Regions from separate parts of the Pan troglodytes genome. Here region 2 is linked to region 1. A link is a contact called in public Hi-C data. All regions are on one chromosome and are shown on one strand. Each heading gives the region's core, a stretch centred on a gene start, on an enhancer-like site or on the middle of the called end of the contact. The rest is flanking DNA. Distances are from core to core; before and after follow the strand shown.

Evidence for each region. Hi-C and Micro-C count contacts between places; a contact is called where the count stands out from the background.
Region 2: a Hi-C map of induced pluripotent stem cells shows a contact between it and region 1, with 1.6 times the contacts expected there. The contact joins two enhancer-like sites. A contact is called at or near these places in 2 of 7 Hi-C or Micro-C datasets (induced pluripotent stem cells and stem cell-derived neural progenitor cells).

The regions. Positions count from the first base shown.
Region 1 is chr23:22,910,962-22,915,863 of NHGRI_mPanTro3-v2.0_pri, reverse strand. PI4KA (phosphatidylinositol 4-kinase alpha) reads left to right here. Exons shown (of 55, transcript XM_024352561.3): 11 at 294-485; 12 at 1,059-1,159; 13 at 2,139-2,268; 14 at 3,354-3,486. Among named protein-coding and RNA genes, the nearest start is that of SERPIND1, 29 kb to the right of the region's middle. Within about 2 kb of position 1,348, at least 5 of the 24 cell types and tissues checked have an H3K27ac peak or open chromatin away from gene starts, as enhancers often do. A contact at or near this core is called in induced pluripotent stem cells, where this site is marked.
Region 2 is chr23:22,997,125-23,001,585 of NHGRI_mPanTro3-v2.0_pri, reverse strand. SNAP29 (synaptosome associated protein 29) reads right to left here. Exons shown (of 5, transcript XM_514997.9): 5 at 1-592. The coding sequence ends at 435. Among named protein-coding and RNA genes, the nearest start is that of SNAP29, 30 kb to the right of the region's middle. Within about 2 kb of position 2,760, at least 15 of the 24 cell types and tissues checked have an H3K27ac peak or open chromatin away from gene starts, as enhancers often do. A contact at or near this core is called in induced pluripotent stem cells, where this site is marked.

The sequences.
Region 1 (4,902 bases), core at 99-2,598:
ATGTTTCATGTATTCAGGTTTTAGTACATTGACTGCTTAAAACAAAGGATGGCTGTAACGTCCCTGGGAAATGATCATTTCCTCTGATTGCCAGGTTGTGTGCACGTGGAGGACAGCTGTGCACTTCCTATCCAACTTCTTTCCAGTGGGCATTCTAGGACCCACAGTGGCCAGTAGCAAATGCTACTTTTCTGGGGTTTTTGTTAAAAGGGGAAGACTGTAGCTGCTGCTAGCACTGCCTGTGTTCTACTGTAGTTTTGTTCCCAGCTGTGATGCCACACTCTTTCCTACAGACCTCCCGACCTCTTTTGTGAAGGAGGTCCATGATTTTGTGCTGGAGCAGTTCAACACGAGCCAGGGGGAGCTGCAGAAGATTCTACATGACGCAGACCGGATCCACAATGAGCTGAGCCCCCTCAAACTGCGCTGTCAGGCGAATGCTGCCTGTGTGGACCTCATGGTGTGGGCTGTGAAGGACGAGCAGGGTGAGACAGACTGCCTTGCCTCTCATGTGAGCTCCAGGCATGACCCAGAGGCTTTCTTGCCACAAGTTTCCCCAAACTACTTCTAGAACACTTGGCTCTGTTACCAGCACAGGCAGTTGCAGTAGGCCTCCTGGGCACGTGCAGAGTGGAGCATTAGCCCCTGCTGTGCTCTGCACGTCTGGTGTCCTGTCCTGCATGGAGGGCACTGGACCTGGGAGGATGGGGATGCCCGTGGCCTCAGGGCCTGTGTATGCTCTCGGCTGCATCTTGCTGGTTCTTTAGGCTTTTCTGTGGTGACATGGAAGCTCAGTGCCTTCAGGTGAAGTGTTTTCCTGGGGGAGGAGTAGAATGGGAAGTTTTCTGTGGAATGAACACTGCGGGGACAAGGGGGCTTAGGCCCAGCGGAGAAGAGAGAGAGTGTGTCACACACTGTGTGACCTCTCAGTATGAATAAGCCCTGCCTAAAGTATGTCTCTGGGGTTTTATTAAATTCTGTGCTTACTTGGTGGATAAGTGTGTTAGAAAGACTGGCCTGTGCTGATCACTCATCTCCTCTTCTGGTTTTGAATTAAGGTGCAGAAAACCTTTGCATCAAGCTATCTGAGAAGCTGCAGTCCAAGACGTCCAGCAAAGTCATTATTGCTCACTTGCCCCTGCTGATCTGCTGTCTGCAGGTCAGTCTCCCTGAACCCAGAGAGGCTCAGATCCCACCTGTAGGGCCTCCCTCTTGTCACGCTGTTGCTGTTCAGGCTGTGGTGGGCACACCAGCAGCAGAGACCCTGCCGGTTCTGTCTTTAGGAGCTTTAACCAGTGCGTGCTGTGCACAGTTCATCACTGAGTGTGGGCTGCCCCCTGCAGGATGCCAGGGCTTTCTGTCAGTGGCATATGGGTGCAGCTGGCTTCAGTTCTCCGTTGTTGTGAGGCTGGGGGCCATTCTCAAGGCCTGTGGGGGAAGGACTGTGGACATGTGCCATGGGGCCACGCAAGGGGATGTCTCCTGACACCCACAGTGCTAGCTCTGCTCTGCCGAGACTCTTAACCTTGTCACAATCCCACTGACTCCACACCTGCCATTGTTTAAAAATTATATTTTGTCTCTTTCTTCTTTAGTATGCTTCCAAAAGAGATGAGCACACTTTAACAATCTATATCCCCTGGCCAGGTACGGTCGCTCACTCCTGTAATCCCGATACTTTGGGAGGCAGAGGTGGGAGGATCGCTTGAGCCCAACCTTGGCAACATAGTGAGACTCCGTCTGCACAAAAAATTTAAAAAATTAGAATTAGTTAGGGATGATGGTGTGTGCCTACAGTCCCAGCTACTCAGGAGGCTGAGGTGGGAGGATTGCTTAAGCCCAGTAAGTCAAGGCTGCAGTAAGCCATGATCGTGCCACTGCACTCCATCCTGGGCGACAGCGAGACCCTGTCTCAAAAACAAAACAAAAAAATAGTAGTTGATGTCCCCTATAGGTGAAGGAGAGTCAGCACCATCGCTTCCGTCTTTTTATGTCCTGGGCAGGTGGCCTGTGGGAGCTTTGACCTTCGAAGTTTTGGGTCAGACTTGGGTACTGAAGGGTTGAGCACCTCCCTGCTCAGGGCCTACTCAGATGGTCCCATACCACAGGCCATGTGACAGGTTGATGGTGTGTTGCAGGGTTTGGGCCGCCTGTGCGAGAGGTTCCCGGTGGTGGTGCACTCTGTGACACCGTCCTTGCGAGACTTCCTGGTCATCCCGTCCCCAGTTCTGGTGAAGCTCTACAAGTACCACAGTCAGTACCACACAGGTAATAACAGACTGTGTGCCCTTCAGGCCCTGAGAAAGGGGCTCTGTGACTGTGTGTGAGCCTCACACAGGTTTCATGACTGTACCTGGGTGCATTCCTTCGCCACACCTTTCCTTCTGTCTTTCCCTTTGCGTCCCCTCCAAGCTCCAGGCCTTTCTTCCCCGGCCTTCTCTCATCCTGTATTCCTGTTACACCAAAGGCCCCTTCAAGTCCTGTTTTCTTTTTGACATCTTTCACTGTGGAAGTCTGAAATGCAAATCCTGTGTGCCCCAAACACTTAGCCAGGGGCCCAGTCCCTGCTACCCCTGCGAGAATGGATTATGATGTTTCCACATATGATGAAACAATAATTAACATTAATTAATTAAACACCTGCTGTGTGCTAGTGTCTCTGATGTAGTATCACCCTCTTACCCACAGTCTCATGAAGGTGGCTGTTTTTATCTTCCCCTTCAGATGAAGACTTAAACTCAGAGCAGTTTAAAGATTTAGCCAGGCGTGATGGCGCTCACCTGTAGTCCTAGCTACTCAGGAGGCTGAAGTTGTAGGATGGCTTGAGCCCAGGAGGTTGAGGATGCAGTGAGCTGTGATAGCGCCACTGCACTCCAGCCTGGGTGACAGAGCAAGACCCTATCTCAAAAACAAACAAAAAACAAGACTTCCCTGAACCCCGTAGTGGGGAGGGTTCTCTCAGGCTCTAAGGCCCCTGCTCCCGCAAGCATCCCTAACCCTCACCAGGCTTTGTACATATTAGTGAGGTAACTCCAAGCACAGGGCCATGCCTCAGTCGCCCTCAGAGCTGCCTTTGGTGGTTGGTCATCAGTACTTTTGAACAGTTGATTGAGAAATTGGTAGTTTTCTGTATTTATCACTTTCTAACTTGAATATTCTTCCTTTTGATTTAAACATATTATTTCCTGTTGCTCTTAGACTCTTCTCTTTCTGAAATATTTGGTCAGATGTTTTTAGAGTGATCATTTTGCTTTTATAAATGATCAGCATATTATCTTGGTTTTTGAATTACAAAGAAGGTGATGGAAAATGATAGGCTTAACTAGGTATATATTTGAATTTTTTACTTTCAGTTGCTGGCAATGATATAAAAATCAGTGTGACCAATGAGCATTCCGAGTCAACCCTGAACGTCATGTCGGGTAAGAAGAGCCAGCCCTCCATGTACGAGCAGCTCCGAGACATCGCTATTGACAACATCTGCAGGTGGGAAGCTGGGCAAGTGGCGAGTAGACAGCAGTGCTCCAGACAAGCGGGTTATTACAAAATAAGAGACATTTATACTTTTTTTTTGAGATTGAGTCTCGCTCTGTTGCCCAGGCTGGAATGCAGTGGCACAGTCTCGGCTCACTGCTACCTCTGCCTCCTGGGTTCAAGCTATTTTCCTGCCTCAGCCTCCCCCGAGTAGCTGGGATTACAGGCGCCCACCACCACGCCCAGCTAATTTTTGTATTTTTAGTAGAGATGGGGTTGCACCACGTTGGCCAGGCTGGTCTCGAACTCCTGACCTCAGGTGATCCACCTGCCTTGGTCTCCCAAAGTGCTGGGATTATAGGTGTGAGCCACTGCACCCACCCCATTTATACATTTTTTTTAATACAGTCTTGCACTGTTGCCTGGGGTGGGAGTGCAATGGCGCAATCTCAGCTCACAGCAACCTCTGCCTCCTGGGTTCATGCAATTCTCCTGCCTCAGCCTCCCAGGTAGCTGGGATTACAGGCACACACCACCATTCTTGGCTAATTTTTTATATTTTTAGTAGAGATGGCATTTCACTATGTTGGCCAGACTGGTCTCAAACTTGTGACCTCGTGATCCGCCTGCCTCAGCCTCCCAAAGTGCTGGGATTACAAGCGTGAGCCACCGTGCCTGGCTGCATTTATACTTTTTTAAAGCTTGTTTCTGATTATTTTAAACCTACACTTGATCTATAAAGAGGAATTATTTCTTGTTACTTCTTTTCTTTTCCTGATCATAAACATAATAAGAGGCCTGGTGTGGTGGCTCAAGCCTGTAATCCCAGCTACTTGGGAGGCCGAGGCAGGTGGATCATGAGGTCAGGAGTTCGAGACCAGCCTGGCCAATATGGTGAAACCCTGTCTCTACTACAAATACAAAAAATTAGCCAGGCGTGGTGGCACGTGCCTCTAATCCCAGCTACTCGGGAGGCTGAGGCAGGAGAATCACTTGAACCCGGGAGGCGGAGGTTATGGTGAGCCGAGATTGTACCATTGCACTCCAGCCTGGGCAACAACAGCAAAACTCCGTCTCAAAAAAAAAAAAAAAAAAAAATTCTTCCTTTTTTTTTTTTTTTTTTTTTGAGACAGAGTCTTGCTTTGTCGCCCAGGCTGGAGTGCAGTGGCGCGATCTCGGCTCACTGCAAGCTCCGCCTCCTGGGTTCACGCCATTCTCCTGCCTCAGCCTCTGGAGTAGCTGGGACTACAGGTGCCCGCCACCATGCCCAGCTAATTTTTTTGTATTTTTTTTTTTTTTAGTAGAGATGGGGTTTCACCATGTTAGCCAGGATGATCTTGATCTCCTGACCTTGTGATCCGCCCACCTCTGCCTCCCAAAGTGCTGGGATTACAGGCGTGAGCCACTGTGCCTGGCTAAGAAATTCTT
Region 2 (4,461 bases), core at 1,511-4,010, 84 kb before region 1:
CACCAAACGACTGGCTCACAGGCCCCCTTAACACTCTGACTCATGGTAAGGCTTAGGAATGAGAAATAGAGGCTCATGGCTGCAAGACTGAAATTCTGTCCCCATCTTTCCATATGCTCATTAAAATGAGAAATGCAACTCTTCTTATTCCAGCATGGTAATCAAACGCCCAAGATATGCAGGGCCAGGCTACTGTGCTCAGACAAAAACTCTAATAAGCATTTTGCTGGAAGAACTTGGTGAGGTGTTAACCCTAGGAAAATGTGGGACAAACACTTCCTTATAACAGCAAAAATGTCTTAAGACCTACTCTATTATAACATTTGCAAACACACATTAATTTACATACTAAAATAGTAAATGAAATTTCTTGGAAGTTCAAAAAAAGATCTTTCAAATCTTTTCATCACAATAGAGTGGAAATCCGTCTGTCTTCAGAGTTGTCGAACTTTTCTTTCTGTGCTTTTTATGTTGACATCTAACTTGTCCACTTTGGTTGTCAGCCGGTCAAGAATGTCATCTTGCTCCTCAATTTCTGTCTGCATCCCCAGGGCTATGTCCTTCAGACGGCCCAGTCCCATGGACAGCTCATCTGCAGGAGGAGGAAATGACATGCAGGCATGAGCAAACAGTCACAGCACCTGCAAATGCTTCTTGATGGTGTGGGTAAGGGGGAGAGACAGGGATCTGTGTTGCCTGGGGGGGCTGCACCCACTGCAGAGATGAGTCTTGACTTAATTGATTCTGTCAGGGTGAAGAGTAAAGCCTTTTCCCAGGTTTGTGACTGTGTGTGTGTGTGTGTGTGTGTGTGTGTGTTTGTGCACGCTGGGGGTAGGGAGATATGCCCAGGGCTGCTTTCTGCCTTTTTACTAGGAACAGCAGCCAGGAAAGAGCCAGAGAGGAGAGAGAAGAGGTGGTGCTTTGTAAGCCTTCTTACTTGCAAGATTAAATATAAAACACTAAGAGAAAAAGGATCAGGATACACAAAGCCTTAGCACTGGTACCACAAATCTAAGCAAAATCAGTTTTTTGTTTTTTTTTTTGAGACAGCATTTTGCTCTTTTGTCCAGGCTGGAGTGCATGATCTCGGCTCACTGCAACCTCCGTCTCCCAGGTTCAAGCAATTCTTCTGCCTCAGCCTCCCGAGTAGCTGGGACTACAGGCACACGCCACCACACCCGACTAATTTTTTTTGTATTTTTAGTAGAGATAGGGTTTCACCATATTGGCCAGGCTGGTCTCGAACTCCTTACCTTGTGATCCGCCCATCTTGGCCTCCCAAAGTGCTAGGATTACAGGCGTGAGCCACCGCGCCCGGCCAAAATCAGTTTTTTTAAAAAGGTAGTTTTGGCCGGGCACAATGGCTCATGCCTGTAATCCCAGCACTTTGAGAGGCTGAGGCGGGTGGATCGTATGAGGTCGGGAGTTTGAGGCCAGCTTGGCCAACATGGTGAAACCCCATCTCTACTAAAAAATATAAAAATTAGCCAGATGTGGTGGTGCATGCCTGTATTCCCTGCTACTCAGGAGGCTGAGGCAAGAGAATCACTTGAACCTGAGAGGAGGAGGTTGCAGTAAGCTGAGATCAATGCACTGCACTCCAACCTGGGCGACAGAGCAAGACTCCATCTCAAAAAATAAAATAAAAAGATAGGCTGAGTGTGGTGGCTCATGCCTGTAATCCCAGCACTTTGGGAGGCCGAGGTGGGTGGATCACTTGAGGTCAGGAGATCGAGACCATCCTGGCTAACATGGTGAAACCCCGTCTCTACTAAAAATACAAAAATTAGCTGGGCATGGTGGTGCACACCTTGTAATCCCAGCTACTCGGGAGGCTGAGGCATGAGAATCGCTTGAACCCAGCAGGCAGAGGCTGCAGTGAGCTGAGATTGCGCCACTGCACTCCAGCCTGGGCGACAGAGTAAAACTCTCAGAAAGAAATTAAAAAATATAAAAATAAAAAGATTGTCTTCAGGTCAGGCACAGTGGCTCATGCTTGTAATCCCAGCACTTTGGGAGGCTGAGGCATGAGAATCGCTTGAACCCAGCAGGCAGAGGCTGCAGTGAACTGAGATTGCGCCACTGCACTCCAGCCTGGGCGACAGAGTAAAACTCTCAGAAAGAAATTAAAAAATATAAAAATAAAAAGATTGTCTTCAGGTCAAGCACAGTGGCTCATGCTTGTAATCCCAGCACTCTGGGAGGCTGAGGTGGGAGGATCACTTGAGCCCAGGAGTTGGAGACTAGCCTGGGCAACAAAGCGAGACTCCATCTCTAAAAAACAAAAGAAAAGAAAGAGAAAAACAGTATAATTAAAATTAAAAAAAAAAAGATAAGTCTTCAGCTCTTTGCTTCTTAAGCTTACTAAAATTCATGGCCTCGTGCTCCATGGAGAGCAGAGCCTGTGGTTGCCTCAGGCCTCAGGAGGAAGCTCACTGGCAGCCAGGGCAGCAAAGGATAAGCAAACAGAGAGGCTGAGATAAAATGTGTAATAATGTAAAACCACCAGGCCAGGGCGCTGGAGTCCAGAGAGCTTGCCTGAGATCCTGAAATAGCAGGGAGATGGCGTTAAGACGGGAAGAGTGTGAACAAAGGCAACACTCCCTGCCCCACCAGAGTGGACTGGCCTGGCCTGTGTCAGCAGGGCCAGAGGGCTGAGCTCTGAACTAGCCACTCGCCCTTCTGCCCAGGCCCACCTCCTACTCTAGACTGCGTCCTGCCGGGACCTGCCCAGCTGCCCGTCCACAGTGCCAACTGTGCACCCTCAGCACCTCCTAGTGGCGGGCAGTACTCAGCACTTCTTCCTGCCTCTGAATGCAGTATCCTTCCTCAAAGTCCCTTCTCCCACTTCTGCCAGCAGGCACCAACCATACCACTAGCCCTAACCACTCCCTTTCTCGCAGTGAAGGACAAAGGGCTTTCACGCCTCTCTGGGCTTCTCTGGAGTGGTTAGATCTGGGCAGACACACCTTCTGCCTCAGAGAAGTCTTTGGCTCTGGAGGACAGAGTCCAGGGCATAGAAGGAGGTGGCAGCTGTCTGGGGCTTCCCAGACAGCAAGCAGGAGAAAACCCGTGCACAGACACTCCATGTGCATCTTCATGGGTTTCAGTTTTGCCTTCCACTAGATACCTTTACAGCAGGGGAGGATTTTATTATTTGTCCCCTACACTTTGCCAACTCCTAACAGGTGCTGGGAGACTGACAGGGTGACCCAGGTCACCACGGGGGAGATTTCTGTTCAGGGAGTAGCGGTAGGAGGAGGCAGCAAGTCTGAGACACTACTTAGAATAAACTCACAGAACTGCCCACAGGCCAACACCTACTTGAATTTCAAGTAACTGACTTTTCCATTCAAAAAATAATCACTGGCTAGGGCGCAGTGGCTCACACCTATAATCCCAGCACTTTGGGAGGCCGAGGCAGGCGGGTCACCTGAGGTCGGGAGTTCGAGACCAGCCTGACCAACAAGGAGAAACCTCATCTCTACTAAAAATACAAAATTAGCTGAGCATGGTGGTGCATGTCTATAATTCCAGCTACTCGGGAGGCTGAGGCAGGAGAATCGCTTGAACCCAGGAGGCGGCGGTTGCAGTGAGCTGAGATTGCACCATTGCACTGCAGCCTGGGCAACAAAAGCAAAACTCCGTCTCAAAACAAAACAAAACAAAAAATAATCACTAAGTGCTTGCCTGCTGGGCCCCAGATACAAAGTAGTGACAAAATGGAAACACTCCCATGCTGTCCTGGAATCTACAGTCTGATTGGGAAGACAGCAGGCAAACCAGCAGATACACAATCACAAACGGCCAGGGCAGCCCCCTGGAAACACGAGGGTCCTGAGAGACAGGGAGAGGAGGCCATACTAATGCAAGACTGACAGAAAGAGAAGGAGCCAGCCTGCAGAGAGTCGGGGGAGCCCATCCAGGCAGATAGGGGCCACAAGGCAGAAAGAACTCACATCAGAAATCCCACATGAGCCTGCAGGTGATGAGGGCAGAAGGGACTAGGGCAGCCAAAGAGAGCCTGGACTGCACTGTGAGTGTGTGGGGTTCCATGAGAGAGTTCTGGAAGAATATACCCCTCACTTCTTCTTTTTTTTTTTTTTAGGTGGAGTTTCGCTCTTGTTGCCCAGGTTGGAGTGCAATGGTGCGATCTTGGCTCACTGCAACCTCTGCCTCCCGGGTTCAAGTGATTCTCCTGCCTCAGCCACCCGATAGCTGGGATTATAGGCGCCTGCCACCACGCCCGGCTAATTTTTGTATTTTTAGTAGAGACAGGGTTTCACCATGTTGGTCAGGCTGGTCTTGAACTCCTGACCTCAGGTGATCCACCCGCCTTGGCCTCCCAAAGTGCTGGGATTGCAGGCGTGAGCCACTGCGCCCGGCCCCCTGCACACCCTTCTGTTTTGAAACATCATGCTGGAGGCTGTGTGGCCAAAGTGCCAATTGCAACACGAGCAC